Regions from separate parts of the Mus musculus genome. Here regions 1, 2, 4, 5 and 6 are each linked to region 3. Evidence: chromatin contacts called from public HiChIP or PLAC-seq and promoter capture Hi-C data. All regions are on one chromosome and are shown on one strand. Each heading gives the region's core, a stretch centred on a gene start, on an enhancer-like site or on the middle of the called end of the contact. The rest is flanking DNA. Distances are from core to core; before and after follow the strand shown. Region 1 holds the start of Cntd1 (cyclin N-terminal domain containing 1). Region 2 holds the start of Zfp385c (zinc finger protein 385C). Region 3 holds the start of Atp6v0a1 (ATPase, H+ transporting, lysosomal V0 subunit A1). Region 4 holds the start of Ifi35 (interferon-induced protein 35). Region 5 holds the start of Rundc1 (RUN domain containing 1). Region 6 holds the start of Rnd2 (Rho family GTPase 2).

The links. Promoter capture Hi-C pulls out the DNA fragments that hold promoters and counts their contacts. HiChIP or PLAC-seq counts read pairs in DNA pulled down with a chosen protein or histone mark. Capture Hi-C pulls out chosen DNA fragments and counts their contacts.
Region 1: a contact with region 3 is called in a promoter capture Hi-C map of pancreatic islet. The contact joins the promoter of Cntd1 here to the promoter of Atp6v0a1 in region 3. A contact is called at or near these places in 3 of 115 datasets of contacts at active chromatin or transcription factors (bone marrow-derived macrophages, embryonic stem cells and pancreatic cancer cells) and 4 of 9 other capture datasets (adipose tissue, liver, macrophages and 1 more).
Region 2: a promoter capture Hi-C map of adipose tissue shows a contact between it and region 3. The contact joins the promoter of Zfp385c here to the promoter of Atp6v0a1 in region 3. A contact is called at or near these places in 9 of 39 promoter capture datasets (the 3T3-L1 cell line, the C10 cell line, the SN4741 cell line and 4 more), 3 of 115 datasets of contacts at active chromatin or transcription factors (embryonic stem cells, forebrain and pancreatic cancer cells) and 3 of 9 other capture datasets (adipose tissue, liver and macrophages).
Region 4: a contact with region 3 is called in an H3K4me3 HiChIP or PLAC-seq map of the 230-238 cell line, with 11 read pairs. The contact joins the promoter of Ifi35 here to the promoter of Atp6v0a1 in region 3. A contact is called at or near these places in 3 of 39 promoter capture datasets (liver and pre-B cells), 1 of 484 Hi-C or Micro-C datasets (B cells), 4 of 115 datasets of contacts at active chromatin or transcription factors (the 230-238 cell line, bone marrow-derived macrophages, memory CD8 T cells and 1 more) and 1 of 9 other capture datasets (pancreatic islet).
Region 5: a promoter capture Hi-C map of liver shows a contact between it and region 3. The contact joins the promoter of Rundc1 here to the promoter of Atp6v0a1 in region 3. A contact is called at or near these places in 3 of 39 promoter capture datasets (cranial neural crest, liver and maxillary cranial neural crest), 2 of 115 datasets of contacts at active chromatin or transcription factors (cardiomyocytes and pancreatic cancer cells) and 2 of 9 other capture datasets (adipose tissue and pancreatic islet).
Region 6: a contact with region 3 is called in a FOXA1 HiChIP or PLAC-seq map of pancreatic cancer cells. The contact joins the promoter of Rnd2 here to the promoter of Atp6v0a1 in region 3. A contact is called at or near these places in 1 of 39 promoter capture datasets (fetal liver), 1 of 484 Hi-C or Micro-C datasets (embryonic stem cells), 2 of 115 datasets of contacts at active chromatin or transcription factors (bone marrow-derived macrophages and pancreatic cancer cells) and 2 of 9 other capture datasets (adipose tissue and pancreatic islet).

Annotation. Positions count from the first base shown.
Region 1 is chr11:101,276,671-101,280,872 of GRCm38.p6, forward strand. It overlaps Cntd1 (cyclin N-terminal domain containing 1), which reads left to right and starts at 2,533. Exons shown (of 7, transcript NM_026562.2): 1 at 2,533-2,810. The coding sequence starts at 2,636. It overlaps Coa3 (cytochrome C oxidase assembly factor 3), which reads right to left and starts at 2,278. Exons shown (of 2, transcript NM_026618.2): 1 at 2,044-2,278; 2 at 1,300-1,782. The coding sequence starts at 2,257. The coding sequence ends at 1,670. Wnk4 (WNK lysine deficient protein kinase 4) reads left to right here. Exons shown (of 19, transcript NM_175638.3): 17 at 1-7; 18 at 158-255; 19 at 363-739. The coding sequence ends at 365.
Region 2 is chr11:100,689,771-100,693,961 of GRCm38.p6, forward strand. Zfp385c (zinc finger protein 385C) reads right to left here and starts at 2,696. Exons shown (of 9, transcript NM_001373887.1): 1 at 2,631-2,696. It overlaps Gm38483 (a long non-coding RNA gene), which reads left to right. Exons shown (of 5, transcript XR_880214.3): 2 at 1-387; 3 at 482-1,040; 4 at 1,169-1,291.
Region 3 is chr11:101,007,021-101,011,032 of GRCm38.p6, forward strand. It overlaps Atp6v0a1 (ATPase, H+ transporting, lysosomal V0 subunit A1), which reads left to right and starts at 2,421. Exons shown (of 22, transcript NM_016920.4): 1 at 2,421-2,544.
Region 4 is chr11:101,445,848-101,449,681 of GRCm38.p6, forward strand. Ifi35 (interferon-induced protein 35) reads left to right here and starts at 2,565. Exons shown (of 7, transcript NM_027320.4): 1 at 2,565-2,775. The coding sequence starts at 2,755.
Region 5 is chr11:101,422,922-101,427,280 of GRCm38.p6, forward strand. It overlaps Rundc1 (RUN domain containing 1), which reads left to right and starts at 2,164. Exons shown (of 5, transcript NM_172566.4): 1 at 2,164-2,689. The coding sequence starts at 2,183. Ptges3l (prostaglandin E synthase 3 like) reads right to left here and starts at 2,407. Exons shown (of 7, transcript NM_001357574.1): 1 at 1,695-2,407; 2 at 1,234-1,347; 3 at 1,056-1,122; 4 at 859-957. The coding sequence starts at 1,702.
Region 6 is chr11:101,466,007-101,469,940 of GRCm38.p6, forward strand. It overlaps Rnd2 (Rho family GTPase 2), which reads left to right and starts at 2,169. Exons shown (of 5, transcript NM_009708.2): 1 at 2,169-2,433; 2 at 2,927-3,014. The coding sequence starts at 2,332. Vat1 (vesicle amine transport 1) reads right to left here and starts at 193. Exons shown (of 6, transcript NM_012037.2): 1 at 1-193. The coding sequence starts at 127.

The DNA.
Region 1 (4,202 bases), core at 1,283-3,782, 270 kb after region 3:
GGTCCTGGTGAGACCCCTTTTCCTTGAGACTCCTTCCCCATCGGCACGGTCTTCTTCCAGGCCCTGGTGGTCTACCCCTTGGTTCTGGGGGACTAGGCCCCCCTCCTCGCTGCCCCTCCCTCCACTTAGCGTTCTCCCTCCCTCATCCTGCTCCCAGGCATCATGCGAAGGAACTCTCTGAGTGGCAGCAGCACCGGCTCCCAGGAGCAGCGGGCAAGCAAGGGGGTGACATTCGCCGGGGATATTGGCAGGATGGTGAGGGGCGGGCCCAAGGAAGGGAGAGCCGAGGGCATGGTGGCTGGCAGCAGCTCTGCCTTCCTCTTCTTTGGACATTGCTTCAGCATTTTTCTTTTCCCCTCCAGTGAATTCAGACCAGAAGTCCTATGTCTCCCCAACACCAGGGCCCCACCATGGCCCATGGCCTCTCAGAATCTGATGTTTTTTGTGACCAACTCAACTCAGCAAAGAACACCCCAGCACTGAGTGGGTAGAAGGCCCGTGGGCACGGAGAGTGCGTTGTGTTGTATCCTGAAGAGTCAAAACCTTGCGGGTTCTCTTTGCTGTGTGGAAATCTCATTTCTGTAGCCTACCCCACCTGCCCTCCCCAGGCAAGGGCTGACCACTAAGCAATCCGAGTCCAGATGCTTGCGGAAGGCCAACTTCCAGCTGGGAGAGTGGAGGGGCTGTGCTCCTGCCACCAAAGTCAACAGCAACCAATAAAAATACTGAGGAGAAAGGCTGTGGGTCTGTATCTGTCATGCCTTAGGGACGGGGTGGGGGACAAAGACTTGTGAAGCAGGCAAGAAGGGTGAGGAACTCGAAGCCATTCTCCTCTCACAATGGAAGGCAGGATGGAAGCGGCCCAGCTTTCTGGCTTTTTGCCACCAGGTCATGAGGAAACTACATGACCAAATGATCCAATGGCCAAGGCATGATCCCCTCCAGACCCCACCCTAGGCCTGTATAGGCAGGTACCAGTAAATGTTAAAAGAATGAAGTTACTCCTTGCTCATCCTTCACCTACCAAGCTAGAGACAGGAAAAGGCCCGTGCCATTAAGAGTCTGTTCTTGAAGGCAGAGAACAGAAGAGTGACCTTCTTCTACCCCCTAAGACCTGGGTCAGTCTCAAACAGTCCAGTAATCTCTCCCTTAAATCAGGTGGAAAGATCTCACGGAAAAAGTAATTCTAGTTAAACATTTACAGCTCCCTGGGGCAATGCCACCGCTGCAGCTAGTGCCAGGGAGCTTTCCAGCGTGAAGTGCCATATGTCTCTCTGCCCCCACACACTAGCTTGGCTTCGGGAGACATGACTCATTTTATTACTTTAACTTGACCCTATCTTTCCCACTTTAAGGTTCCAACGCTGCAGTTAAGCCACACCCTCCCCCTTAAGAGTCGGGGCCCCTGGGAGGTGAAGGGGTAAACCACAAAGTTTGGGTAAAGGCAAGGTTGCATACCTCTCAAACAAGGAAATAAAAAGGGCTGAGTAACTGGACAAACTGCACGTGAAGTGAGCAATCCCCCCCTTGGCAGCGGCCAAATGCATAGTCTCTGGCTTCTTGGGCTCAATCACACAGTCCGACGTTAGTGTGCCAGTGATGCTGTAAGACCACCAGGCATCATTCAACATATACAGGGGATCCAGCAGTTTGAAGATGGTCCATACAGTTAGGGTCCCGAAGCTCGCTCTCTCTCAAGAGCACGGGCTCGGGCAGCTTTGGCTTCATCTTCCAGCTCATCAAGGAAACGCTCTTGGGCCACCGAGTAGAAGGTGTAACCATCTGACGGAGTGGGTTCAGGAAACCACAAAGCACATGGGCATTCCTTTCGTCTAGCCACCCTTGCTGTTTTCCCAAATTAATGATTTTGGATTGCCACCCTTTTGCTCCTTTTGAACCCTTAACCAATTGTTATTACTAAGCCAATACGCGCTGCGTATATATAGTAAGATTAGGCATGAACCTCATTTGCCCGCACATTAAAAGCTACACGTCTTGTTCCCTTTTCCCTAACCCCATATGCGGTATAGCCAGGACGGATACAAATAGCTAACACCAGGGCCCCGATGCCCAGGCCGGTCATGATGTTCCGGGTCCGCCGCTGTGGCAGTGTTTTCTGCCACTGGGCAAGTTGCACCTGCCGCATAAACTGCAACTGCGCTGGGGTCAATTTCTCCCGCGACGGGTCGATGCGCTGAGCGAATGGAGCATTTCCATTCTTAGCATTCAGAGGGTCACCAGCTCCAGGGGCCGCCATGTTGCTGCTCCGCCCTAAGCCGTCAAGCCCGGAACTCGCCAGGAATTGTAGTCTTTGACTTCAGCAAGGAACTCTGGGAGCTGTAGTCCACGTGGAGTTTTCTGGGTAGAGGCAGGGTCTCTCCGCCCTAGAGGAGGGACAGGAAAGGTGAAAAGCGCCCTGCTTTCTGATTGGCTGAGCTCTCTGTGTCAGTTGGGGCGCGAAAAGCTGTTGACCGTTCGAAGCCGTGGTGGACATTATGTTTTTTCTCAGATTCGAAGCGAGGGCAAACATATAGAAAGGGAAGGAAGAATCCAAGGTGTGGCAGAAGATTCTGGAAATAAGCTAAGGAGGCCAGTTTATGGATCCCGTAAACTGTCCAAGTACTCCGAAAGACTTATGAATATGGAAGGACCCTTGAGGCCCAGGCTGGTGAACTGTAGTGACTTTCAGTTCGGAGTGGTTACCACAGAGACTATCGAAAACGCCCTGCTTCACTTGGCCCAGCAGAACGAGCAAGCCGTGAAGGAGGCTGCGGGACGGACGGGCAGCTTCAGGGAGACCCGGATCGTGGGTGTGGATGCAGAGTGGGGAGTCAGGTTTACGGGAGGCAGGGGAGCGTTGATCTTTGTTTTTCACTCAAATATTTTGCTAGTACTCTTGTTGTGCGAGGTCGTGGGGCTTATAAGCGATGAACGAGGCTTACTAGCACTCTTTTTTTTATTTCTTAACCCCCACTTCCCTGCACCACTCCCCACGTGCCTTTTTTTATTTTTATTTTTAAAGACAAAGTCTCACTGTGGAGTCATGACCTGGAACACTCTCTGTAGCTTAGGCTGGCCTGGAATTGACAGATGTTCTGACTCCCAGATGCTGGGATTAAAAGCACACGGCATCATGGGGAGTCCCCCCCCTTTTAAAATTAATGTATGTCTGTATGAGGGTATCCAATCACCTGAAACTGAGGTTATAGACAGCTGTGAGCTGCCATATGGGTGCTGGGAATTGAACCCTGGTCCTCTAGAAGGGTAGCCAGTGCTTCTAACTGCTTGAGCCATCTCTCCACCACCAGCCCCCTTTACTCTTCTTTCCATAAACGTGTTTAGAGTGCTTATCATTTACATTGCCTGGTATAGAAAGAGGGAACTGCAATCTAGCCATTGCTCTCAAACTATGTAGTCTTTAGGTGGGAATTGTTAACATATGAGCAAGTGGATACAAATAACGGTTAGAGTGATTGACACAGAGAATACAAGCTACTATGAGAATTTAAAGGAGTGGTAAGATGAGGTCCAGGGATTGAATGATACCATGAATAAAACTTGGGAAAACAAGAGGGAGGCTGGGAGCGGAGGGTTTAGTTGTCCAGGTTGACCAGAGCATATGGAGAAGCAATAGAGAGTAAGGCCAGGAAAGTAGTTTGGAGACATTCCAAGCAGAGGTCTGAATGTCTGTCAGGGGAGAGAACTTTATACTTGTTTTAGCAGGAAAAAAGAAGAATTGAGAATTATAGGCAGTTGTGAGCCACCTGATGTGGGTGCTGGGAATTGAACCCAGGTTTTCTGGAAGACCTGCCAGTGCTCTTAACTGCTAAGCCATCTCTGCTGAGCGAAGCCACTGAAATGTAAATGAGGGGGCCAATGTGGCTGTCATTTTCCCCCTGGTAAAAATGATTTTGTATGTGGTCTAAAGGCTGGAGTTGAGTTGGGAGGTGAGCTAGGGGAGCCTGTGTGTAGTCAGAGTGATGACAGAGAGGAAGGCAAGAGTGGATTTAAAACAGCTCAGAGGCAAAATCTAAAAATCTGAGTTTTTCGTTTAAGAGATGAAGATGGGAAAGATGACTGTCAAAGGGCTGAGCCTCAGAGACTGGCAGCCTCGTGGTGCCATTTGGAGCAGCACTTACACACAGTGCAAGAATAAGGAAATGTGATGTTTGTTTGGGGGCAGTTGTTTTGATTTGGATCTA
Region 2 (4,191 bases), core at 1,446-3,945, 320 kb before region 3:
CTGGCCTAGCACAGACAAAATCCTGGGTTAAACCCCCAGTAATGAAAAAATAACAATAATATATATTTTATAAGATCTGGTTAATGAAATGTCCAATAAGGTCGCATGTATCCCAGGCTAGCCTCAAACTTTATATAACACAGGAAGAACTTACGATGCCCCTGACTCCACCTCCCAAGCTCTGGGATTATAGGCACGGTCTGCCATATACCACACTTGGTTGTGTGCGGTGCTGGCGGCCTTGGGCATGCTTGGTAAGCACTCTACCAACTGAGCTACAACCCCAGTCCCATGTTCAATAAATCATTTTCTAGCCTCCTGCCTTGACAATTATGCCTTCGTGACAACCTGGGAGAGCAGGCTGACAATCAGATTTCTCTGCTTCCGGTGAGGTGAGTTTCACAGCAGAATAACAGTGTAGAGAGATGGCTCCATTCTCCGGGTTCAGCCACCCCTGCCCTTGCTACATTCCTATGGCCAGGTCATGTCTGCACTGCAAGGACCGACCACTGGACACCGGACCTCGGCCTGCTTCCAGCCTGTAAAACAGCACACTAAGCAAGCATTCTAGCGACTGAACTGTATCTCCAGCCATGAGAGAGTGGACCTGATGCTTAGCCTGGTTGACTCTACACTTGATGGAAAGCAGCCAGAGCAGAACGCTTGAAAGTACCCAGCCTAGGGCCTGTGCCCTGCTTCCCTTGCCTAGATTTTAAGGGTACTCATGGATTGGCAGGCTTTGGTGGCCACCAGAACTAGAGCCAGGGCTTGAAGCTTTCCCTCCCTCCACTGGAGGGCAGCTCCCACAATCTTCAGGCAGGATTATTTGTCATCCTGGAAAAATCCAGCCTAGTTTGATCCCAATTTGTGGATTTCTGGAGGCGGGGAAGGCAGGGAGGTAACGCCCACAGGGAATTTTTTGTCGAGTTGGGTATCCAAGCCAGAGCTTGTTCCATCTAGGCACAGCCCCAAGTGGGCCCCTGCCGCTCCCCGGATCCTGCCTCGCCCAGCAGATGTAAGTCCGACACAGCCAGGAGAAGGTGAGGGGTTCTGGACAGCACAGAGATGGGAACCAGCAGGGGACCGGGGCTGGCAGGGGAGGAGTGAAGGGCATTTCCCTTTCTGGACAAGCTTTAAAAATTTTCCACCCCACCTCCACCCCCTGCAGATCGGCTTTGCTGTCCTACCCAGGAGGGGACACTTAGACCTGTTGAGCCATCACCAGGCGCCAGAGACCGGGCTAGATGCTCTTCTGCGAATTCTCATTAAATCCCTGCAGCTACCCTATGAGGTGGGTCCTAACCTTAACCCCATTTTCAAGTAAGGAAGCAAGGACAGAGGTCGAGGACTCAGTGCTAACCCACCCCAAGGTCTCTTGCCCTACAGCTCACTGCCTCCCAGCAAGAAGCTATCCCAGAAGCAGAAAGGATGGTAGGAAATGAGCAAGGGCCAATGAGATGGCTTCGATAAAGACGCTTGCTGCCAGGCCTGAGGATCTGAGTTCAATTCCCCAGTATCCATATACATGGTGGACCTCGAGAGTTGTCTCTAGCAAGTTGTCCTCCAACCTCCACCCACATGCCATGGCATGTAGATCTCTCTCTCTCTCTCTCTCTCTCTCTCTCTCTCTCACACACACACACACACACACACTTGAACATAACACACACACACACACACACACACACACACACACACACACTTGAACATAATACACGAGGAAGAATTTCCTGACAATGATGGTGTGTGTGGGAGGAGATCGTGGAATGCTGGATCTAGACAGTCATGAAAAACATGAAAAAAATCCCCTGCCCTAATCGTCTCTTCAGTCTGTCCAAAGGTTGGGGATGATCTCTGGAAGGTTCCTGGAGTCTTGACTGGGACTAGGTAGCACCCTCCCTCCCTCTGTTCCACACCCCGGGGGTCTTTACTTAAGTGGCTCACAAGGTCCCAAATTGCCTCTCTTTTCTGACTCAGGAATCTTGGCATCACAGCTGAGTTATCTCAGATCAGGTCTCCCAGAAAACCCTCCCTGGAGTTCTGGGAGGCAGAGTCTCATCCTAAAGCCCAAATCCCACATAAGAGGGCACAGTCATCCCAGGCCTGCCTTCATTCTCAGGGTCTGACTCTAAGACACTAGGCAGGATGGACCTGCTGATCCTGGGCCCTCTGGATTCTGGCATTTCCTCATTCCCCACCTCCTCTCGCCATCTATAGCCAAGTGCAAATGATGCAGATGACCCAGGGACACCAGAAAACCCAAGTCCCACGCTGATAGGCAACAGCTGTCACTCACTTGCTCCCAGAACAGAAACCCTTCGGTTCACTCCATTACTCCGAACTGCGAATATATTGCCCTGGGACACACAAAGGGTACTTGGGGTGACGAAGTTCACCTGCTGCCCTTCGGAACATTGTAGTGTCTGCTGCCCGTTGCTGCTTTCCGCAGCCCTTGGACTCTGGCATTATCCCGTAGAGCCAGCGGCTCCCTCCAACTTCCTTAGAGTTTTATCGCACCCGCCTACCGAGCCTAGTTGTCTCTGGGTGTCCCCTAGGTTTGAGACGGGCAGGAGACAGAAGGCTCTGCCTTGTCTTTCCGAGCTGACCTCGAGATCCTCAGAGTGTCTTACCTGCAGGAAAGAGATGCAGCCGGCGGTGGCCACCTGCTCTCGCCTGGTTTGCAGCGCAAAAGCTCTGGGCTCGCGGGCCGGGGCTGGCGGGCTGGGGGCGGGGACGAGCTGGGAGGGGCGGGGTCTCCAGTCCCACCCCAGTCCTGAAGGTGAGGAGTCGGTAAGCATTTTGAGGTTGTTGAGTATAGAGCAGAGAAACAGGGCCACTGGGAGTTCCGGTTTCTTTTCTTTTATCTCTTCCTTTCCCTTCTCTCCCCGTCTCATTTGAAATAGGGTCTTATGTAGCCCAGGACTACCTTGAGCTCTTGGTCCTCTAGCCTCCACCCTCTAAATGCTAGGATTACATACATGCATGTACCACCAATCATGCTTGCTCACGTATGTGTGGGCTCTCTCTTTCCTCCCTTCTTTTTCTTTCTTTCTCCCTTCCTTCCTTCCTTTTGTCATCATCATTGTCATGTTTCTCCTCCCCCACTGCCTCTTCCTCCTCATTTGTTTTTCCCAAGGCTAGGAAGGCTGCACTCAGGCCACATTTGAATTCAACTAGCACCAGTTTTTCTTCAGCTTCCTAAGTGCCAGGAGCACTGGCAACGAACCTACACTTGACTCTCGGAGGGTTAGAAAACCTGAGTCCTCCTGACCTTATACAATTCTATCTGACAGCCTGGTCCAGATGTTCACAAGCCTGGCTCCGCCAGAAGACCCCCCACCCCCCAGCCCAAAGCAGCAACAAGAACAGATTTGCCTGAGTCTCCCTCCCCTCAGTCTGAGGGTCTCACAAAATTGAAGATGGGTGGAGACACCCTTACCCCACCCCCTCCCTAACTCCTGCCTAAAGGTCAGCAATATAAAGACCCAGTGATTAGAGAGACATTAGGCATCCATCTTTTTCCTCTCTCCTGGCAACACAGGGCCCTCCTCCAAACCCCAAACCCCCCTGGCAGGTCCCTCAGCTGTCACTGTTTAGCACTGGAATGACAGGCGTCCAGACTCCGTGAGTCCAGCCACATTCAAGGCCACTGAGCTTAGCACTCTGCCCCCGCCCCCTCCTCCATCAGTCGCTAATTTTATTGACCTGTAAAAGGCACGTTCCTGGCTGGTGGTTGGGGGGGGATGACTCCTGAAGGGACCAAGGACACTCTGAGAAAGAGTTACCCTAGTTAAGATGGCTGCCCAAAAGAGTGGCTGTGAATTTTTAGCTTTAGCCAGAAAAGACTGGGAGAAGAGAGAATCAATTCTTTTCTATGCACTTTGAGGCAGGGCAAGAATGAAGCAGAAGAGATACAGGTTGGATAACAGGAAGAACTGTCATCCTTCTGTGGAATCTGCCCTAACCCTTCCATCCCTCCCCCCCCCCAAAGGTGGCTTGTGCCTGCTGGGCCTCTTACTACAGAAATAGCCCTTTCCCTGAAGAATCAACCTAGATCTTGCCTCTATTAAAATCAGAACAAAAAAAAATTAGGCCTCTCTGATTCTCCCTGCTCCATGCCTACCTGACTCCAGCCCTCCAATACTGGCTCTCGGATGCTTTTTCTCAAGTGAGAAGGGGGGACAAGGGGGG
Region 3 (4,012 bases), core at 1,171-3,670:
CTGCCTCCTGAATGCTGGGATTAAAGGCGTGCGCCACCACGCCTGGCTTTGTATTTGTCTTTGTGAGATTGGGTCTCACCCTGTTGCCTAAGCCACCCTAGAAATTCTGGGCTCAATGATCCTACTGCCTCTGCTTTCCACATTCAGTAGACTACCGGTGCTTAACAATGCACCAGTACACCTGACCTAACAGCATTTCTTTACTTTTTTTTTTTTTTTCTATGCTTAGAATTTGAACCTCATTCATGGTTAAGCATGTGTTTTATCTCTGAGCCATACCCCCAGCTTCAAAAACATTTACATTTTATCTTGTTGGATAATGCTACGTCCTCTGATCAAGGGGTATATCTACCTCCTAGGGTTATTGTGATAGGTAAAGGAGTCTGTATTTACAAAGCATAGCGGAAACTTGCTGGCACATAGTACAGTGTTAATTATTGCACTCACCTCTTTCCCCTGCAATTTCTTTAGATGCTTTGTTGATCTACTCGGCCTGGTGTTCACTAGGAGGCAATCCTCCTGCGTCAGCATTCCAAATTACTAGGCTTACTACAGGTGTGAGCCATATACCCCCACCCCCACCCCCAAGTATTGAAATGTACTTCTCAAGATATTTTTTTTTTTTTGGATGGGAAATGTATCTGCTCCATTTTCGTATCTGTGGTACCTAATACTGTCTCACAGTTGTAGACTTCAACAAATATATTACCCATGAGGTATCATCTAACAGACAGAAATGCCCTCTCTGACCATAAAGAAAGGTGGAGGATAGAAAAATAGACATGAATCCCAAACCATAGACATTTGAAATTAGTGAGAGGCAAGATGGCCAAGATTAGAGCACGGAAAGAAAATAGATGAACACTGGGGAAAGATGTCTAGCAGGAGATGAAAGGAAGAAGAAGAAGAAGAAGAAGAAGAAGAAGAAGAAGAAGAAGAAGAAGAAGAAGAAGAAGAAGAAGAAGAAAGTCTTAGCTTAACAGGTTAAAGTATTTCAGACAAGCCTGATGCCCAAGTTCAATTCCTGGGTAACTCGGGGTTAAAGAGAACCAACTCCCACTAAGTTGTTCTCTGACCTCCATAATAACTATTATTATTATTATTATTATTATTATTATTGGACCTCTAAGAGGATGTACTTTCAGGGAAACCACGGCGTGGGGTGTAGAAACAACTCAAGTGAACTATAGTCCGGGATAGGCTTTCTTACAGGTAGTGTATGAAACACTTGTTTGCGGTTAGGAAGCAGCTGACTCTGAGGTTAGCTTTTTTTTTCTAAGTCTACGAGGAAGGAAGTGACAGTCATTGTGAAATACTTGGCAGGATTTCAATTGTGGGTCCCTGCCTGTAGAAGGAGCTTCAGAATGTGAAAACCGTAAAGCCTAGGTCTCAGAAATGCTGCTTCTCGAGAGAATTGTAATGAAGCAATACCTTCAATTACCATGTGCAGTAGAAAAATTCAAATAAAATGTTCACTGTGTCCATCATTTTGTTCGGGCTCACAAAACACGTTTTGTAATACTTCTGCCAAGCAGATAAAAATTATCAGTACAAGTTGCTTTTTTTTTTTTTTTTAAATCCGAAATACCTCCTTCACTACACTTGAATCTCAATGAGTTCCGCCACCCACAGAGACTGACTGACCAGTTCTCCAAGTTCCTCCTGATGTTTCTGCTGACTCCCTACTCTTCTTTAATTGGGGGGAAAGGACTCTATCAATATTTAGAAAAGGAGCTTTAAAAAAAAAAGGTAGGTATTATTTTGCATTCAAAAGATATATGAGGAACTGAAAACTCCTACGTGGTCAGATGGGTTCACAGAAACCTAGTAAGCAAGATAAAAATAATTACTTTGTCAACATGTGGTCTTCCGGGGATTTTTTTTTTTTTTCCAATTTGGATAAGTGTAAATCCTAGGTAGCTGCTGGAAGAATGAATCCGATACTTTGTAAGTGGACGAGATCCTATGTCTCTAATATAGGACTTATCTTAAGTCGCTCTCCAGTCTGGGGCTCAAATATTTTCAGAGGTCTAAGAACGACATAGGATGCGTATACGTAAAGAAGACTAGCTTTGAGGCTCCCTTCAAGCTCTCAGATCATTCTATAATGTGCCCATTTCTTTCATGCTGCTTTCTCCAAGAAAAAGTTGTGAATTGGTTCTCTGGAAAGTAGAGATGGCAGGTAACCTTGCTCCGAGGATAATAGAGAGAAAGGATTCTGATGGGCTCAAAAGGCAAACACTTCAAAAGTCACACGCCCAGCCCAGATGACTTCCAAACTGGGATAGAAATCACAACGCCGGAACAAAGATGGCGACTGCACACCAGGACTCGCCCGAGCCCCATAGACTCTGCACTGCGGCAGCAGGGGAGAGGCAGCATCCTATTGGTCAACTGAGATGAAATCATCTCGGGGGCGGGACTCGACGGTGGCGTGGGGGCGGAGCCTTGCTTGCGTACGCTGGTCGGCGACTCTGCTCAGCCTGAGCCGGGGTCGCTTTGCTGCGGCGGCTGCGGTCGCGGCGGCGGCGGAGCCGGCGAGAGGTGAGCTGGGGTTGTAGAAAGAGCGCTTCCCCGAGTGGCTTTCGAGGGGACGTGGAGCGCACTCGGATACCTCGGATGCTTGTCAGAAGAATTAGCCAGGATCTTAGGTCTCTGAGAAAAATATGGGGGGCTCATCTCCCTCTTCGGACACCCTTCCTGTGGGCAGAGGAACTGGAGGGCCACTGCTCAGGAATGACCCGGGAGAGGAGGAGGCGAAAGGACAGAAGAGATCGGATAGGCAGAGTGATCTGGGGGGATTTCTTAAAGGGTCTTACAATTTGGGGATTTCTTCCCTAACCAGGAGACAGGTTATGCCTGGTCCAGAAAATTTCTGCGCTCTCACTGTGCAGCTTAGAAACGAAGAGGTGAACGACAAATGCTCCCTGCTAGAAAGGGAGGATTGGAGAATCCGAGCGAGAGTCCTCCTGGGAGGACCTTGGGTTTGGATCACCCTTTTGCAGAATTACTTTCTTCGTACTTCATTTCGCGACCCCTGGAAACCGCTTTTCCAAATTCGTATTGTGTTTGGTTTCAGTGGGGGTAGAGATAGTCTTGGAGAGGCCTGTAATCATGAAGGAACAGGAGGAGGGCGGTAACTCACTGGAGGCTGTCAGCCCTGTCAGCCCTGTCAGCTATGCCTGTCAGACATGATTTCATTTATTTTGAGGTTGTGGCATCTATCCTCGTTCAAGGTGGAAAGGACTGGTTATAGCTTATGTGGGTGATTCATATTCTTAAGTCAACCCACATAATCTCTTGAGAAATGCTTGCTTTTAGTCGAGTGTGTTATTTTGCTCTCCTTGAACACCTAATGCCGAAAGGATTTGTTTTTCGGGTTCCTCAAAATGTCTTCCTGCCTTCCCGAAGGGCAAATCTTCTCGGAAACATCAGTCTTATCTATCGATTAACATGGAATTTGCATGACGTTACGACATTAAAAGTGATGCAGTGCATGATGATCTGTTGAGGATAGATACTGCAGATGCTGCTGTACCGAAGCTGAGCGGGGAGCTTATCGCGAATAAATAATTGCATTTTCAGTACCACTGATAGCGCCAGCTGCTGACCTGAACGGAAGCCTTCAGGCTCCTAGGAGAGACTTGACAGATAGAAGAAGGCAGTTGTCTTTGAGGATGGGGATGAGTCGCAGGAAGCTGCAGAGGTGGAAGGCTTTTCCTCCGGCTTGTTAAAAGTGCTTTGTCATTACCAACGTTTTCCTGTCATGCCTGAATTGAAATTAAGCTGTGTGGGCTCCTTTGTCTTTTTTTAAAATGATGTTAATATGTTGGAGTTCCTTAGAAGAGGAATACTGTTTTCCCAGGAGTTTGGAAGCTTGATCCTTTTAGCCATAGCTTTCAGATAGTGCTGGACATTTTAGATGTTGGAAGTGGGCATTGTCAGTGAGAGGGGAAGCAGTCACAGCTAGTCACATCTTTTATATAAGAGGGTAGTTAAAATCTCTTTTATT
Region 4 (3,834 bases), core at 1,315-3,814, 440 kb after region 3:
CCATCTTTTGATACATATGCAGCTAGAATCAAGAGCTCCGGGGTACTGGTTAGTTCATAATGTTGTTCCACCTATAGGGTTGCAGTTCCCTTTAGCTCCTTGGATACTTTCTCTAGCTCCTCCATTGGGGGCCCTGTGATCCATCCAGTAGCTGACTGTGAGCATCCACTTCTGTGTTTGCTAGGCCCCGGCATAGTCTCACAAGAGACAGCTATATCTGGGTCCTTTCAGCAAAATCTTGCTAGTGTATGCAATGGTGTCAGCGTTTGGAAGCTGATTATGGGATGGATCCCTGGATATGGCAGTCTCTAGATGGTCTATCCTTTCGTCACAGCTCCAAACTGTGTCTCTGTAACTCCTTCCATGGGTGTTTTGTTCCCAATTCTAAGAAGGCACAGTGTCCACACTTTGGTCTTCGTTCTTGAGTTTCTTGCGTTTATGTTCCTGGCATTTTCAATGAGAAACACAAGTGTCCTCAGAAGCAGGGAGTTTGCAACCAGCCTGGTCTACTGCAGTTGGTAGACAGAGCCAGTCTATATGATAGGTTTCAGACAGCCAGGGTGATAGTGAAACCTTGCTGTGAAGCCACTCCCACCCCTTACCACATGGACACATTCAGAAAATACAAGTATGTGGATGGTACTCAGGCAGGCAGGTGGATCTCTGAGGCTGAGGCCAGCCAGTGTTGCATTGTGGCACCATCTCTGAAGCATAAGGGAACAACTTCAGGTGCTGGCTAGTGCAGGGTTAAGGAGTTTTGTCCAGGGTACTTTCTGTCTTGTCAGTGCTAAATGACTCAGTGAAAGATTCATTAAGAGAAATCCTGGGGGCTGGTGAGATGGCTCAGTGGGTAAGAGCACCCGACTGCTCTTACGAAGGTCCAGAGTTGAAATCCCAGCAACCACATGGTGGCTCACAACCATCCGTAACAAGATCTGACTCCCTCTTCTGGTGTGTCTGAAGACAGCTACAGTGTACTTACAAATAATAATAAATAAATCTTTAAAAAAAAAAAAGAAATCCTGAGGCTGGAGACACTGGTGGTTCAACAGTTCAGAACTCTGCACTTAGCCAGGCAAGGTGGCGCACGTCTTTAATCCCAGCACTCGGGAGGCAGAGGCAGGCGGATTTCTGAGTCCGAGGCCAGCCTGGTCTACAAAGTGAGTTTCAGGGCAGCCAGGCCTATACAGAGAAACCCTGTCTCGAAAAAAAAAAAAAAAAAAAGCACTGACTTCTTTCAGAGGCTCTGAGTTCAAATCCCAGCAACCACATGGTGGCTCACAACTATCTGTAATTAGAATCTGATTCACAACTCTGGTGTGTTTCTGAGGACGGCTACTGAGTGCTCATATAAATAAAAGGGGGCTGGTGAGATGGCTCAGTGGGTAAGAGCACCCGACTGCTCTTCCAAAGGTCCAGAGTTCAAATCCCAGCAACCACATGGTGGCTCACAACCATCCTTAATGAGATCTGATGCCCTCTTCTGGTGTGTCTGAAGACAGCTACAGTGTACTTACATATAATAAATAATAAATAAATCTTAAAAAAAAAAAAATAAATAAAAAATAAATAAATAAATAAATAAAAGGGCTTTTTAGTTGGGCTGGTGAGATGGCTCAGTGGATAAAAGCACTGACTGCGCCAGACAGTGGTGGCTCAACGCCATTAATCCCAGCACTTGGGAGGCAGAGGCAGGCGAGTTTCGGAGTTCCAGGCCAGCCTGGTCTACAAGACAGCATGGTTACAGGACAGCCAAGGCTACACAGATAAAACCCCTGTCTCGGAAACAATAAAACCAACAAAAAGCACTGACTGCTCTTCCGAAGGTCCTGAGTACAATTCCCAGCAACCACGTGGTGACTCGAAACCATCTGCAATGTGATCTGACTCCCTGGTCTGGAGTGTCTGATGACAGCTACAGTGTACTTACACATAATAAATAAATCTTTTTTAAAAGAAAAAGGTTACCAATAGCCATGTGGATACTGGGAGTTGAACCTGGGTCCTCTGGTACTCAACAGCTGAACCCTTTATATTTTGGGTTTTGGAGGTAGGATTTCTCTGTGTACCTGTGGCTGCCCTGAAAAATCACTCTGTAGACTAGGCTTGACTGGTCACAGAGATCCACCTGCCTCTTTGAACGCTGGCATCAAAGATGTGCCGCCGCCACTTGACTCACAGGTTTTTTTTGTTTTGTTTTTTTTTTTTGGTTTTTTGGAGACAGTTTCTCTGCATAGCCCTGGCTGTCCTGGAACTCACTTTGTAGACCAGGTTGGCCTCGAACTCAGAAATCCGCCTGCCTCTGCCTCCAGGGTGACTCACAGTTCTTTAATCACAGCTTTTTGGAGGCAAAAGCAGACAGATCTCAAGGGTGTGAAGCCAGCTAGAGCTGCAGTACTGAGAGCCTGTCTGTCTGGAAGTCTTAAAAATCCTACCATGGTTTATGCTAGAACTGGCTGCCTGGGAAAGTCTTCCCTTTGCGGTCCCAGGAGCACATGCCTGACTGGGTAGTTAGATTTGATGACTTGGAAGGCTCCGCCCAAGGGTGGGGCTGTATGCTCAGAAGCAGAATTCACAGAAATGAAAGTGGAAGTGAGGCCGGCAAGCAAGCAACAGCAGTGGAAGTGTGTTTCAGACGCTGCTGGAGGCTGAGGAGACCAGAGCCACCTCTGAGGGGTCAAAGAGTTTAGTCCTTCAGAACTCTTCACTGCCAACCCTGCTCTGAAGCCCCAGCTTCTGCCAGACGTGAGAGCCATGTCTGTGACCCTGCAAACTGTAAGTACGGGAGCAGGGGAGCATTTGTCGCATGTGGGGAGGGGCGGGAACACAGTGTTCTAGGCTTAGACCTGCTCGGCTCAAGCCTGCTAAGGGTGGAAGAGAAGTAGAGCGCTTAGGGTACCTTGGTCTGTGGATCTTGTCATTTACCTATTGTCAAAACCAGGACTCTGACACCTAAAGTAAGGACCTTGATCATTCTTTTTGGTTTTTCGAGACGGGGTTTCTCTGTTTAGCCCTGGCTGTCCTGGAACTCACTCTGGAGACCAGGCTGGCCTCGAACTCAGAAATCTGCCTGCCTGTGCCTCCCAAGTGCTGGGATTAAAGGTGTGCGCCACCACTGCCCGGCCTTGATCTTTCTTTATGTGGATGTATGCTTCAGGGTTGTAGAGAGCTGTAAGCATCAAAGGTTTCTGGCTATTCTAAACAGCAAAGGGAATACTCTGAGGTACTTCCCAGCCAAAAACTCCTCCCCTCAGAATGCCATGTCAACCTGACCATTGGTCCTCTCTGGGACAGGTGGTCTTTCTAAGTGCCTCTGACTGAGGCCACCTCAGATAGGCTAGGTTGAGCTGTGAAGTCTGCCTGCCAACAGCCAGTGAGGCCTCAGGAGGAAGCACAGTGGGCAGCCACCTTCGAGGAGGGATCCAATGCAGCTTGTCCTCAGCAGCTCTGCCTCCCCTTGTTAGTCTTCTGGCACGGAAAACTTCCATTTATCTCCCAGATACAATAAAAAAAGGGAGCGATTTGGAGCCAAATAAGGAAAAAGCAATATTGAAGAGCCAACCTGCCTGGTTTCAGATCCTAGTTTCTTCAGACATGTTGCACTGGACCAAACATTAGCTTTTCTAAAGTTGACAGTCTAATCCCTTCACTTACTATGTAGGGATATTACACTTCTTCACAAAGATACCTAGAGGGAAGGCTAGAGAGCTAGCTCAGTCTATAAACTGCTTACCTTAAGAGTATGAGAAGAGGGGCTGGAGAGATGGCTCAGTGGTTAAGAGCACTAAATGCTCTTCCAGAGGTCCTGAGTTCAATTCCCAGCAACCACATGTA
Region 5 (4,359 bases), core at 914-3,413, 420 kb after region 3:
GGGCCACCACAGTGGGAACTGCCCATTGAACTTAGGTTCTACAAGAGCAACCAGTGCTCTTAACAGTCATATGTCCAGAATAATTTTTAACTGTGAAAAAAAACCCTACTAAATAAATGTAAAATCAAGATTCAGTTAGCAGATGGCCAACTTTCAGCTTTTAGAGGAGTAGCTGCTATCAAAGGGTCTTAAGTGTGAGAAAGACAAAGTCAAGGTTATGTTTAACAGAGCCCACTGAAAGCGATGGAAAGAGTGGCTAAGAAATGAGACAGAAGGGCTGGAGAGATGGCTCAGCGGTTAAGAGCACTGGCTGCTCTTTTGAAGGTCCTGAGTTCAATTCCCCGTAACCACATGGTGGTTCACAACCATCTGTAATGAGATCAGATGCCCTCTTCTGGTGTTTATGAAGACAGCTACAGTGTACTCATATAAATAAAATAAATCTTTAAAACAAACAAACAAAAAAGAAATGAGACAGAAAATAGGCAACGATAATAATACCTGTAATGTCATACACATGCTTGCAATATCAATGTTCAGGAGGCTGAGGCAGAGGGATGGCAAGTTCAAGGCCAGCCTGAGCAACAACAAAAGAGCTTGACTCAAAAACAAAAGCGAACAGACAAAAACCTACTTCCCCCAACAAACCCTGGTGGTTGCTGTCTAGACTAGGAGGAAATATATAGATTTCAGAATAAATAGAATATCAAATACACACGACCCAGAGGACTCCCTAAAATAGTGACTGGAAAGAAGCCAAACACAGCTCCAGATATAACTCTGATGCTTGGGTGCACAGAGAGAATGCTCAGATGAAGGGAGAGCACAGGAGTAGACCACTCCTGCACACACACTCACCTTTATATCCTCCTTTGTGAGCCTAGGCCAGGCCACCTTCTCCTTCCATTTCCTCACAAAGCAAGTAATGGAGCGACCAGAACGCTTATCCTGGGAGTCCTGTCAGACAGATAGCCTTATTTTTAGGATAAACTTCCAGTCTCCTTGCTTGGCCAGCCTTTCTTGTTCAGATATGACTATCCTTACCCTGCCCTCACCTTGGAGTTCACCTTGGCATAGAATTCAATCTCGTTATACAGCTCCACTCCATCACCATTCCTGCAGCTAAAGTTACAGTAAAGAGACATAGGAAGTGACAGGATAAGTTCTTGAGACACCAGGAGGATAGGAACGGTTCTTGAGACCCCAGGCCAGTCCACAGGGGAAGACTACTACCTGAACACGACGCGGTGGTCCTCAATGAGCACACTGACGTCGGTGCTGTCCTCAACGCAAAACTCCATGAAAACATATTTGGGTCTGTCGTACCACAGAGTCCGGGCAGGCTGCCTGAAGAGGTTGGAGGTGGGGCTTGGTAGGGGTGGGCAAGACTGAAGGCAATATGGAAAGGTGGAGGGAGGAGACAGTAGAGTCGTACGTGGTGCCACTGAACCAGACAGAGGGGAGTAGTGGGAGTGGGCAGAGGTGGCGAGAATAAACCCAGAGAGCCAAGGGAAGTAAGGAGTTAGAAAATACGTTCAGATCTCACCACCCCCTCTCACCCACAGTCACAGAGACGTGGAGTCTGGGGTGCTGGTGGGCAGACTCAGCGGCTTCTACAAATGTGGGAGAGGAAATCTGCAGGAAAACGGACAGGGGAATATGTAGGACCTGTATGATGGCGGCCTGAAACTCACCGTTCCATGGTGACTCCAGCTGCCCCGTGGCTTTTGGAGTCCCAAGAAAAGGCCTCTATCTTTAGATTCTAGGAGGCTCCTAGCAGCTGCCTCTCCTTATATGGTAGGAGGAAGGGTTGCGAGGGAGGGAAAGAAAGTTGGCTTGACAGCAAGAGTGATTTGGACTCCAGAAGGACACCGGGAGCGTTTTCTACATCTCGGGGTCTCCAGAAATAAACATATCAGAAATACAATATCTACTCTCTATCCAGGGAAAGGGCTACTCTAGCCCCTATATGCAGGAAGTTACTTGTTCTCGGTTTCATTCACTTGTTCCTCCAACTCAAAGTGTCTAATTCACAAAATGCATTAAAGTCCCGAGGGGGCGGGCCCTCCCGAGATTGGAGGAGTGCAAGACCCGCCCACCACTCGTCCAGGCTTCCCTGCCAGAGCCCGTTGCCATGGCAGCAAGGGGGCGCCACTGACGTGCGGGCGGCGTTTCCGGGAAGATGGCGACGGTGGAAGTGGCTACGGAGCTAGGAACTGTGGTGACCGCTGTCGGGCCTAAGGCGAAGGACGAGGAAGAAGAAGAAGAGGAGGAGGAGTCGCTGCCACCATGCGAGACTGTGCGCTGGGCTCCCGTGGGGGCAGTGGCCGAGGCCGGTCCTGGGGCGGCGACGTTCTCGGAGGCGGCGGCAGCCGAAGAGCCTGGAGCGGCTCCGGGCTCTCCATCCGACGCGACTGTCCGCACGCTGAGGCGGCTGGAAGCCGAGCGGCGGCAGCTGGATTCGGCCCTGCTCGCGCTGTCCTCGCACTTCGCGCAGGTGCAGTTCCGTCTGCGCCAGGTAGTGCGCGGGGCGCCGGCGGAGCAGCAGCGTCTCCTGCGCGAGCTCGAAGACTTTGCCTTCCGCGGCTGTCCTCACGTCCTGGGTTACGAGGGGCTGGCAGACCCTTGTGGCGGTGACGAAAGCGATGTGCTGCCGGGGGACCGGCCACGGGTGCGGGGTGAGGACCAGGTGAGTGTCTGCCGCTAGTTCCGGATGCGGATGAAGATGATGCAGGCGGGGAGTTTGTGGGTGGTGATGCTGACACGGACCGAGGTAGAAAGGGTGAGGAGCGACCGAGCTGGAAGTACTATAGGCACGTGTATGCAAGATAGAGAGAAGAGTCAGGAAGATGCAGAAAGACATATGGCGAGCCTTAAAGAGTATTGAAAAGGCAGTTGGTAATGGAAGCCGTGCTGCCTCTGTCGACTTTGAGGTACTTGAGTGTGTATTTGTGTCACTCTCTCTACCCTGAAGTATATACCCTGAGCACTTATTGATAGAATGAACATTGGGAACGGGAGAAGTGTTAAGTGAAAGGGAAGTGAATTGGAATCCATGGAAATTGAAATTAATGCCCCGTGCTTTTTTTGGCATATAGATAGGCTGTGATCTTTATGCTGTCTTATCTCAGTGACGGCTTTGGTGAACAGACACCATCCCTTGGCAGTGGAAAGAAACACACCTGACTATAAGGATGTCCTGACAGTGTTTTCAGACTGCTCTGCCATCCTGGTTAATAACGGGGTTCTCTGAACGGGGCCTTCTGACTGACCAGTGCGTTCTTCAGTACACCGAAGAAGCAAGGAAATTCTGTAAACCACAACGCGGGAAGATTCCTTACAAACTTTGAACGTCTGGAAGCTGGAAGTTTTGAGACAGGCCGCCTTTTCCGCTTCCTGTTGTGCAGATTGCAGTCCACATGTGGCTTTCTTCCCACTCAAAATGGTTTAGCCAAGAAAACTTATTGGTAGGAGATAGTGACTTATGCTGATCTGAAGTGTTTCCAGTTCCTTCCTTCTCATACCCATATACCCTTGCACAAGGAGCAGTCAACCACAAGTCAACAGACTTAAAAAGTGGCCAGGCCCTGTCCAGTATTGAATGCCATGGAAGGTCCTGGGCAGAGATGGTACTGTCTCTATTTTTTATTGTCACTTTCAGAAAAAATTGTCAAGGTAATGACATAAAAAAATTGTCCTCGCTCTGCCAATTAAGCAGCTGTATTGTTAAGTACATTCTTTGGGCAAAATGATATATTTTTTCTGCTTTGGGGGGGGCAAAGGGAACAGTCTTGGGGGTGGCACCCAGGAAGTTGCATGTTGTAGACAAGCACTCTGTCACCAATTAAGCTATGTCCTCAGCTCTTGAAAATTATTATTATTGATTTTTTTTAAAAGACAGGCTCTCTGACCCAGAACTTGCTATAGAATCATCTTGAAGTTTTTTTGGGTTTTAGTGTGTGTGTGTGTGTGTGTGTGTGTGTGTGTAGGAGCACAGTGCTGGTGTCACAGCCTACTTGTGGAGGTCAGAGGACAGCTTTTAGGAGTTAGTTCTCTCCTTAGAATGTGAGTTCGAGACATCAAGCACAAGCCATCAGGCTTGGTGTTCCTAACCTTGAATTTCTCCTCATCCCACCTCCATCTTCTGGATACTGAGATTATAGGCAGGTGGACCAACCGGAGTTAGTCAGTGCTTGGGTTTGAACCCAGAACCTAGTACACTCGAGGCAGGCACACTACCAAGTTAGCTATCTCACCAGTCTCTCCCAATTACCTTCAACTTTATCTCAATGTGTACTGGACATTAAACATATTATTTCCTGCCTTGCCCCAGAACTTATTTGGTCTTGCTGATAAACT
Region 6 (3,934 bases), core at 919-3,418, 460 kb after region 3:
CGCTTGCCACCTCGACTGTCGGGGGCTGCGAAGGCGCACCCTCCCCGGCTCCGGTCCCGGTCTCCGCCCCGGCCTCGGTCGCCGCTGCCACAGTGGCCGCCTCAGCTGCTTCCCTCTCCGCGGACATGGCTAGACTCGCGACGTGCGTTCCCAGCTGTACAGAACCGGTGCACAGCTGGGAAGGGCGGGACACGCGTCAGGAAGAGCGCAGGCTGCGGACACCAGTGGGTGGGGCGGGGCCTTGCTCGGGGGGTGGGGCTTCGCGGGCGGACTTAAAGGGCTAGTCCCTCTGCTGACCGAGCTGCGAGGGCGCGAAAAGACTAGCGGTGCAGGTGGAGGGTGGTGGTGTACGTGCGTGTGACTGATAAGCATGAGGAGATTCTGGGGCATGCCGAGTCTAAGACTTGATTTATTCGTAGAAAGCCTTATACGAATTAAAAGTTGTCGTGACACAGTCTGAAGGATAATTTAAAATCTGAATTTATAATCTAGCCACCTGTGGATCAGACTCCGGTGAAATTGTGCCTCAGGTTGAACTCTACCGTTTACTAATAAGCAGACTTTATTCACTATGTTCTTTTGTTTGCTTGTTTTTTGAGACAGGGTTTCTCTGTGTAGCCCTGGCTGTCCTGGAACTCACTTTGTAGACCAGGCTGGCCTCGAACTCAGAAATCCGCCTGCCTCTGCCTCCCAAGTGCTGGGATAAAAGGTGTGCTCCACCACGCCCGGCTTACTCACTATGTTCTTGCAGTGGCAAACTACAAGCATGAGAACCTCTAAGACAGGGTCTCACCATGTAGCCAGGTCTGGCCTGGAGCCTAGAAGGTGCCATGAATACAAGGCTGGCTCTGCCTCCGGAGTTCTGTGGTTAAAATGACATGTGCCACCACCTCCCTTTTCTTTCACACTCTCTTTTCCTTTTGTTGGAATTGAGGATAGAACCCAGAGCCTCATGAATGTAGCTCTACTCCCGAGTTACATCTCTAACTTAAACTTAACAGTTTTGGGTGTTAATGCTGTGTGTCTGTTTACTTTTTGTAAAACAGCGATGAGATTGTGTGCTTTAGTTACCTTTACACGGTTATTCAAAACGAGATAACATTAAAATGAACATCTTCGACTTAAAGAAGAGTTTTGTTTGTTTTGAGACAGGATTTCTCTATTTAGACCTGGTTGACCTGGAACTCATTATATAGACTAGAGTGGCCTCAAACTCAGGGAGATCTGCCTGCTTCTGCCTCATGAGTGCTAAGACTGAAGGCGTGCAGCACCATGCCCGGCTAAAGAAGGATTTTTTTCACTTATGTATGCATGTATGTATGTATGTGTATTTATTTGTTCATTCATTCATTCATTCATTCACTTTACATCCCGATCACAGCCCTCCAAGCCCCTTTCTCCATCCTCTTCTAGGCAAAAGATGTCATGCAAATGGCGGTTTGCTTATTGCTAGTCTGAGATGAGGCTGAAATTGGCTTTGGGGCTTAGCTCTGGCCCAGCTTAGCTGTCAAAGGATTCTAGCTTCCTTAGCCTTCCCTTTGCTCTTTCTACCAAAACATCCACCAGAGGACGCAAAAGCTCCCCTAAAACTTTCCACTCAGTACTTGGCTAGAGGAACTTAGTCCATGCTTCTAGGTTGGTCACAGGCCTAGATCCCGCCACCCGTCGTTATGGAGATAGAAAGCTATGATGTCACTAATGTAGGGTGGGAGTGCTAAGGTCCGTACTTCCATTTCCCTAAGCTCTGTCTGGACCCGAGAGTGGAGGAGGGAGACAAAAATCAAAAATCCTCCCTTTCCTAACATCTCACGCCCCCCTGTGTTCGGGAAATAGATTGCTGCCGCCGCGCGTGTCCGCCGCACTAGCACACCTGCGTGCACGCGTGGGCACACAGAAGGCTCAGGCCTTGCGCCCGTGTATGGAGCTTCGCAGCTGACCCTTCAGAACTTCGCCCTCGGTCAGCCCAGCCTCCATGCCCGAGGAACTCAAATAAACGGGGCTCGCTGGCCACAAACCCTCAGGCGCTCCTGGGGTCACAGCTGCGCGCTAGAGTCTAACTCGGGTCCCCCTCCCCTCCTCCCAGGCCCCGCCCCGTCCCGAACCCCGCCCCTCGGCTGTGCGGGTGGGAGGCGGGGCCAGAGGTGCGGCCCGCGGGCTAGGGGCGGGGCGGAGGGGGCCCGCAGCCCCGGGCGGGGGCTCGGCGCGGGCCCGCGAGATGCCGGTGTCGGCGGCCCGAGAGGCTGCAGCTGCAGCGGCGGGGGAGGAGGCGGCAGAAGCGGCGGCTGTGCCCGGGAGGGGGGCGGCGTGGGGGGCCGGCGCGTAGCCGGGACCATGGAGGGGCAGAGTGGCCGCTGCAAGATCGTAGTGGTGGGGGACGCGGAGTGCGGCAAGACAGCGTTGCTGCAGGTGTTCGCCAAGGACGCCTACCCCGGGGTGAGGAATTGGCGTCTGGAGAGAGGGGCACCGAGGCTGCGGGGAGTGGGTTATAGGGGCCCCGGGGGCCGCTGGAAACCGGTACCAGGGTAACCAGGGAGGAGAGAAAGAGGCTCAGAGGAAGGGAAGGAGGCGTTGGGGGGTCTGAAAGGACTGCAGAGGATTGGAGTGGAAGGAATCAAGGAACGCGGTGAAATGGATGGGGCTTAGGAGCATCAGAGGATCCGGAAGGGCGCTCCGGGAGAATGACTGAGGTCCCGGGCATCCGAGAGAGAAAAAACTAGGGGCTAAAGGGACCCGGGAAGGGGGGTTATCTGAGAGTCTAGCTAGGAGGTGGAGGCAGTAGCTCCCCGGATCTTCCCTTAGCCCAGCCTCAGACCAACTTCTGTCTAGGGACTGAGCTGGACCGGGTGTCGAGGGAGGAGGGCAGTTGTCAGGGTGAGTGAGTACTGGAGAGCAGCTCTCTCTCATTTTGACCCATCCGTGTCTGCAGAGTTATGTCCCCACGGTGTTTGAGAACTACACTGCCAGCTTCGAGATCGACAAGCGCCGCATTGAGCTCAACATGTGGGATACTTCAGGTAGCCAAGTCCCTCGGGGTCACCCTGACGGCGGCCAAGGTCCCTTCCTCTAGCCCCTCCCTTGGCCAGAACCTGAGATTCCAGGTCAGCTCAGACATCCATCCAGTTTTAGAGCAGAACATCAGTTTCTCTTTTGAGCCAGGGAAACTGAGGCAGAGTTTCTTAGGCCTGACAGAAACCACGTAGGAAGTCTAATATCGGCCCTGCAGCTGGGTTCTGCTTACCCAAGGAACTTGGAAAGAAATGATTTATTTTGGAACATGTTTCTTAGGAAATAGGACTGGGTTTAGGAAAGCTATTTAGAATTACTGGGGTGGGGGAAGGTGGTGGAAAGTAGTTTTTTTTTTTTTTTTTTTTCTTCCTCTAGACTGAACTAGAGTCCCAGGAGAACAGGAGCACTGGCTCCCTGTCCTTGCTCCAACCTCATGGGAAGGGTTTTTATTTTTACTCCGTTCCCTGGAGGACTTTAGAAGATGTGTCATCAAAGCCCAGAAAGCACGCACAAAATTTGTCAGAATGGTGGTAGATTTTCTGAGATTCTTAAAGGGCTTCCAAACTCCAGAAGATTACAGATTATCAGTGTGAGATCAGAGGAACCCATAAGCCATTTCCCACTGCTTCTGCTCCTCTCTGCCTACTCTTTTTTTTTTTTTTTTTTAAGTTTTATTTATTCATTTATTTATTTATTACATGTAAGTACACTGTAGCTGTCCTCAGACCCTCCAGAAGAGGGAGTCAGATTTCATTACAGATGGCTGTGAGCCACCATGTGGTTGCTGGGATTTGAACTTCAGACCTTCGGAAGGAAGAGCAGTCGGGTGCTCTTACCCACTGAGCCATCTCACCAGCCCCTCTGCCTACTCTTGAGACACACTTTGTGACGGGTATTTGCTTTTTATCCCTTGACCAGGGTCACTTGA